2 separate regions of the Sus scrofa genome follow, and region 2 is linked to region 1. Evidence: chromatin contacts called from public promoter capture Hi-C data. All regions are on one chromosome and are shown on one strand. The core of a region is the stretch at or near the end of the contact, and the rest is flanking DNA. Distances in the headings are between cores, read along the strand shown. Region 1 holds the start of UBE2F (NEDD8-conjugating enzyme UBE2F). Region 2 holds the start of KLHL30 (kelch-like protein 30).

Region 1 (2,700 bases), core at 20-2,519:
CCTCCCTCTTTAAAACGCCAGGGCAAGGTGGCTGGCTGCCCAGTGACCTTTGGAGCCCAGCCCTTTAATTTTAGCGGTAAACCTGCCGCCTCCTGAGTGGCAGCTGTGTCGGGGGTGGAGGTCCTCAAGTCCAGACCACCTAGGTGGCCGTGGTCTCTCTCTCTGAACACGGCTCCCACCATTCCGGTCCCCTGCCTTCACCCCCTTGCCCAGCCAGGGGCCTCTGCACGAGGGAGGTGGGCCTCCTCCGTGTTCCTCGCCAACCCCGGCTCATTTCTGGAAGCTTCTGCTCAATCTGATATCCAGGTCTGGAAGGCCCTCCCTCCCTTCGCCGCCCCTAATGCTGCTTCTTTAGGATAACAGGCTCCTCCATCTCCTCCACGAAGCCTTCTCTGGCCACTCCAGTCCCTCCCGACCCCACTCCGGCGCTGGACGGAGGCAGAGAGGGGCGGGCCCGATCCGCTCCGGGGACAGAAGGAAGAGGCAACCGCGACCCAGGGAGCCGAGGGCCACACCCAAGATTACACACCAGCGGAACCAGGTCTAGAATCCGGGACTGGGCCGTAGGGATTGGTCCAGGATGTCCTCCCCCATTCTGGGCCCCGGCAAGATCCTCCACCCTAGCCGTGCTGCCCCGGGTTGTCCGGAGGCCGCCCGCAAGTTGGCGGGGCGGGAGCCCGGCTCCTCCGCACCCGCACCGCCCCCTGGCCTAGCCCGATTCCCCGGGAGGCCGGGAGGCCGCCCGCCCGCGCCCGACTCCCGCTGCCTCCGGCCACGTCGGGCCGGTGACCTTGGGCCCGCTGGGCGCTGCGCTTCCTCCCCGACAATGCGGCCGCAGCTCCCCCGCGACGGCGGCCACAAGCGAGGCCGTGTGTGCCCGGCACAGGTCGGGGCTCCGGGAGGGCCGGCCCTCCAGCCCCGCCGCGGCCCGCGCCCCGGCCCGCGCCCCGCAGCGCCCGCCCACCGGCCCTCGGGCCCCGGCGCCCGGTCGTGAGGAGCGGCGCGGCCTGAGGCGGCCCCGGCGCCGCCCGCCCGCCGGGTGCACCGGCGCCGCGGGAACCGAGCCGTCCTCTGGCCGGCGGCCGCCCCTCGCTCGCCGCAGGGCCGCGCGCTCCTCACCTGGGCACCCGGAGACAGGCGAGGCGGGACCGGCGCCCAACACCATGCCCGGCCGGCCGGCGGCGGCGAAGCGCAGCCCCTCACAGCAGCACCGGCTCCGGGCGGCGGGACCGGAAGTAGCGGGGCGGGGACTCTGCCGCTCTCGCCCGCGGCGGCCGCAACAGCAGCTGGCGCTTTAAAAAAAAAATTCAAAGCCGCGAAGAACTTTATTTAGAGACTGACACGCGAACAGCAGAGCCAGCGGGCCGGGGCCGGGGTAGGCAGCCGGCAGATCCGGCCCCTCTCATTGGCAAGGAGCGCGGCTGGGGGGCGGGCACGAGCCTGAAGGCCTCCGATGATTGGCCAATGGCGTCCGGGGGCGGGATCTCCAAGTCCTTTCCGCAGCGGCGCGGGTTCCTTTGCGCTGCGTTCCTGCTTTCATTCATTTGGTCGTTTGGTAGGCCTGGGCCTGCGGCTCAGAGGTTCCCCGCGCAGCGTGGCCTGCTGGGGCTGCCAGGTCCGAACTGACTGCCCCGGTGGATGGGGTGCCCGCTATGTGCCCATCCCAGGGCTCAGGGTGCAGAGGACCAGGCCGCCCCACAGTCCGCGGTGTCAGGAGTGAGGGGGGCGGGGCGATTAGACCTGCAGCCACCAACCCCCAACCCCGGGAAGCCTCGGGGAGCCTGCAGTGGAGTGGGTGGGCTCTTTCCTGTTGTCTTAGGGTTTATTCCTTCTATTATCTCTTACACTTCCGTGACGTACTTACTTTAAAAAAATCCATTTCAAGTTGTTCTAATTTCTGGTTTGCTGAGTACTAATTATTCTCAAGTTCAGGTGTGTCTGGTTAATAGGTGCTCTGGCGGGGGTCGCCAGCCTCCTGGAGGAGTGAGCCATCTGAGAGAAGAGGTTCACCTCGTGGACGGGGAAGAAAGAGGCAAGGAGTTAGAATTTTATTTCCAGAAGTCCCACTGAGAGGTTTTAAACAGTGGAGTGGCAATTTCAAGTTTCTTTTCCAAAAGAGCCTTCTGGCTCTGAGGGAGCTGGTGGGAGGGGAGCCAGACAAGAGTCAGGAAGACCAGTTAAGAACAAAATTCATGGGATTCCTTCTGTCTGGGAACAGCTTCGTCCATCTTCACTGGGCTACCTCCTAAATTTTCCCATGCTTGGATCCACCTGCTCCGAGTGGTAAGGTGCAGGTGCCCCTCTGTGACTTTGCTGGACCTCCGTGCTCTCCTCTCCCTGGTGCTCAAGACTGTTGATGCCCGTTTCCCTATGCTCAGCTCCTCAGGCCTCCTCATCTGTGTTTCCCACCCTTCTAACCTCCTCCCCAAACCTGGTACATAACCGGGTCAAAACACATTGCTGGATAAGGGCTGCGTGTTTGTAGCCAGAGTCCTGGCGAGAGAAGATAAGACCTTGAAGCAGGGCAGCGAGTGAAGGCACACGTGGGTTGGCTTGAGCGCTTGTCTTACTAAGGAGAATTGTCTACACACCGTTCTGAGCCCACAGTGGCCCACCTCTCACTGCTGTGGGCAAATGAAGCCGCTTCTAGCTCCATTTCATGAGGCTGCCTCGTGCCTTCACCCGAGCCTTATTTAGGGT
Region 2 (2,700 bases), core at 11-2,510, 140 kb before region 1:
TCGGTGTTTGAATAGTTTCTGCCCCGTGGATCCTCAGTGGCGTGGTTCTGTGGAACAGCAAAAAAGCCTCATGTCGCCTGTCCCAGACCCCACGGCTTGGACGTGGAAGAGTCAGGCTTGGGGGCCCAGGTCCTGAACCCCCAGGCTACAGGTTGCTGGGGAGCTTGGTAAGGACCAGCAGGGAAAGGAAATTTTCTGGGAGGCAATCGCAGTTCAGACGCCTGATTCAGCAAATCCAGTTCTGGGCTCATTTCTTTACGTGCCTATTTCTTTATGATCTTCTGCTATTTTTGCTGTAAAAAAACTGCCCTGGAGAAGTTCCGCACACATGCTCTCCCCTGAAGGACCAGCGCGGAAAGAAGCTGCACCCCAGAAGCGGTGTCCGCCAGGGGGCGCCTTCGGAGCCACCGAAGGGAAGGCCAGCGCAGAAAGCCTGGGAAGTCAGGGCCCCAAAGTGACAAAGCCCCATAAAGAGAACTGTGCTCTGCAGTCGCCCCAGGGCAGGCGTGTGGGTGGTGGGAGTCTGAGCAGAGAGGTACCCGAGGAACCCAGCTCTGCCCGGGCCCCGGCCAGCGTCCATCCTGCCAGACCCCCTCCCAGCGAGGCCCTCCCCGGGGAGCGCAGGAGATTAGTCAGGCGGCCGCCACCCCAGAGGCCTCGCATTCCCGTCATTGCTGTGTTCCTCCTGGCCGGCAGCTGCAGCGAGGGGCTGGCGGGCCGGGCGCGCTGGCCATCCTCCCGTGAGGCCTCAGGTTGTCCGCTGACACCTGCAGCCCCGCAGTCTTGGCCTGAGTGAGGGGATTCTGGAGGCTCTCGGAGCCTCCACCGGGTGCCCGCCCAGGCCAGGAGTGGGAGAGCAGCGGGGGCAGGACAGCAAAGGGCCTGAACCAGCTCTGGCCCCGGCCCGGAGGCTGCGGCCCTGGCCGCAGTCAGAGGTGTGGTCCAGCTTCCCCCCATCGCCACCCTGTCCTCTTCTCCAACCATGGCGTGGAAGGAAGCGCCCCTATGCACCCCCACCCCACCCTGAGGGGCCTGGCTTGCCCAAGGCACGCAGCTCTGAGACCGCCAAGCCCCAGGGCTCCCGCTGTAACCCACCCTCCCTGCTTGGCCCCACCCAGTCCTCTCCTCCCGCTTCCGTCCGCCCCTGACCCTACCTCTCTCTCTCGGCACCTGGACCTCCTCTCAGGACTCAGGCTAGAGAACAGGACTGCCCAGCCGACAAGGCAGCGCGGAAGGCCTGCTGGGATGTGACTGGGCAGACAGGGCTGGGCTGGGCTGGGCAGCCACGTGGGGACGCAGGGGTATTTTTAGCCTCTGTCGGCATGGGGTGGGGGGGAGGATGGCCAGTGGGGGAGGGAGAGGGTGACAGCTCCTCCCTGGCTGTCCTCTCTGAAAGCCCACACAGGAGCCTCCTGTGACCCCTGGGCCAAGACAGGTGGCAGCAGGCATTCCTGGGCCTGGGCAAGTCTGGGCTCCCCTCCCAGTGGTGTTGGGCCAGGGGCTGGGGTGCCGCTCCCCAAACCTCTGTCTCTGAGCTGGGGATGCAGGGGCCCCACGGAGGTCCCGGTTTAGGGCTTGGACATCGTGAGGGCACAGATACCAGCTTCCCTGTGGTTACTGACAGATGCCCACGTGGCTTCTTAGTCTCTGCCAAGTGGGAAGAAGAGATTGTCATGAAGAAATGCAGGTTGCTCCGCAAAGACTTTCAAAACCTGGGCTGTCTGGTGGCAGGGAGTCTCAGTGGTAAAAGCTGGTGACAGGGACATGAAATCCCAAGGCTCTGTCCCTCTGCCCTTGGCCTTGGGCCTGCCTGTTGTTTCATCGTGCATGCATGCCAAAGACGCTGAGAAATGCGGCAGCGGCAGCTCACGGCCTCCCCGGAGGCTGGGTTCAGTCCCAGGGGAATCCCCCCACGTGGGTCTCCTCAGGGCTTCTGACCGAGTCTGGGGTTGCGCCTGGGGCTGAAAGGGCATCTCTCCTGTCAGTGGTCAGAGTGCAGCTTCCCAGCCCGGGGCTGGCGGGATGCAGGAGAGAAGCCGCAGCTGGGTGGGGCCTGGGTGAGGGGTCCACCTGTCAGCCGCTTCTTCCTGTGTCCACTGGGGCCTTAGGAATAAGCATTTGCCAGGTGCTGGGACACGGAGGGGCCAGGCGGGCCAAGGCTGACAGAGGCCCCCCGACGCCCACTAGGGCCTGGCTGGATGCTCTTGGGGTGCAGGGAGGCCCGGGGGCCCAGCGGACAGCCCTCATTCCTGGCAAGGTTAGGTAATTGCCCAGGGTGTCAGGGTGTCATGACAGCTCTGCTCCAGGACAGATGGCTCCTGCCCCTCCTGCTTCTGGTCCTGCTCCCGGCCGGGTGCGGTTGTGAGCTGACGGGAAGGCACGGGCGTTACAGAACCATTACAGCCCAGCTGGTTACCTGTTCCCAAGGCGCTTCTATACTCTGCTCACGGATCACATACTTTCTTCCCCAGCCCAGCCCTGTCGTAGCCCAGCCCAGCTCAGCCCAGACCAGCCCGGTCATAGCCCCAGCAGCCCAGCCCAACCCAGGCCAGTCCAGCCATAGCCCAGCCCAGCCCAGCCCAGCCAGCCCAAGGTTCTTCCCTGGCCCTAGAGCCCTAGGACTCTCCCCATAGCCTTAGGCATCAGCTTCACCCCCGGGGGGCCTCATGGATGTCCCCAACTCTCTGTGTCCAGGGCCAT

The links. Promoter capture Hi-C pulls out the DNA fragments that hold promoters and counts their contacts.
Region 2: a contact with region 1 is called in a promoter capture Hi-C map of fetal skeletal muscle, with 2.6 times the contacts expected there. The contact joins the promoter of KLHL30 here to the promoter of UBE2F in region 1. A contact is called at or near these places in 2 of 5 promoter capture datasets (fetal liver and fetal skeletal muscle) and 2 of 2 datasets of contacts at active chromatin or transcription factors (alveolar macrophages and skeletal muscle).

What each region holds. Positions count from the first base shown.
Region 1 is chr15:137,565,819-137,568,518 of Sscrofa11.1, reverse strand. UBE2F (NEDD8-conjugating enzyme UBE2F) reads right to left here and starts at 1,269. Exons shown (of 9, transcript XR_002339040.1): 1 at 1,120-1,269.
Region 2 is chr15:137,707,875-137,710,574 of Sscrofa11.1, reverse strand. It overlaps KLHL30 (kelch-like protein 30), which reads right to left and starts at 1,260. Exons shown (of 7, transcript XM_021075351.1): 1 at 1,155-1,260.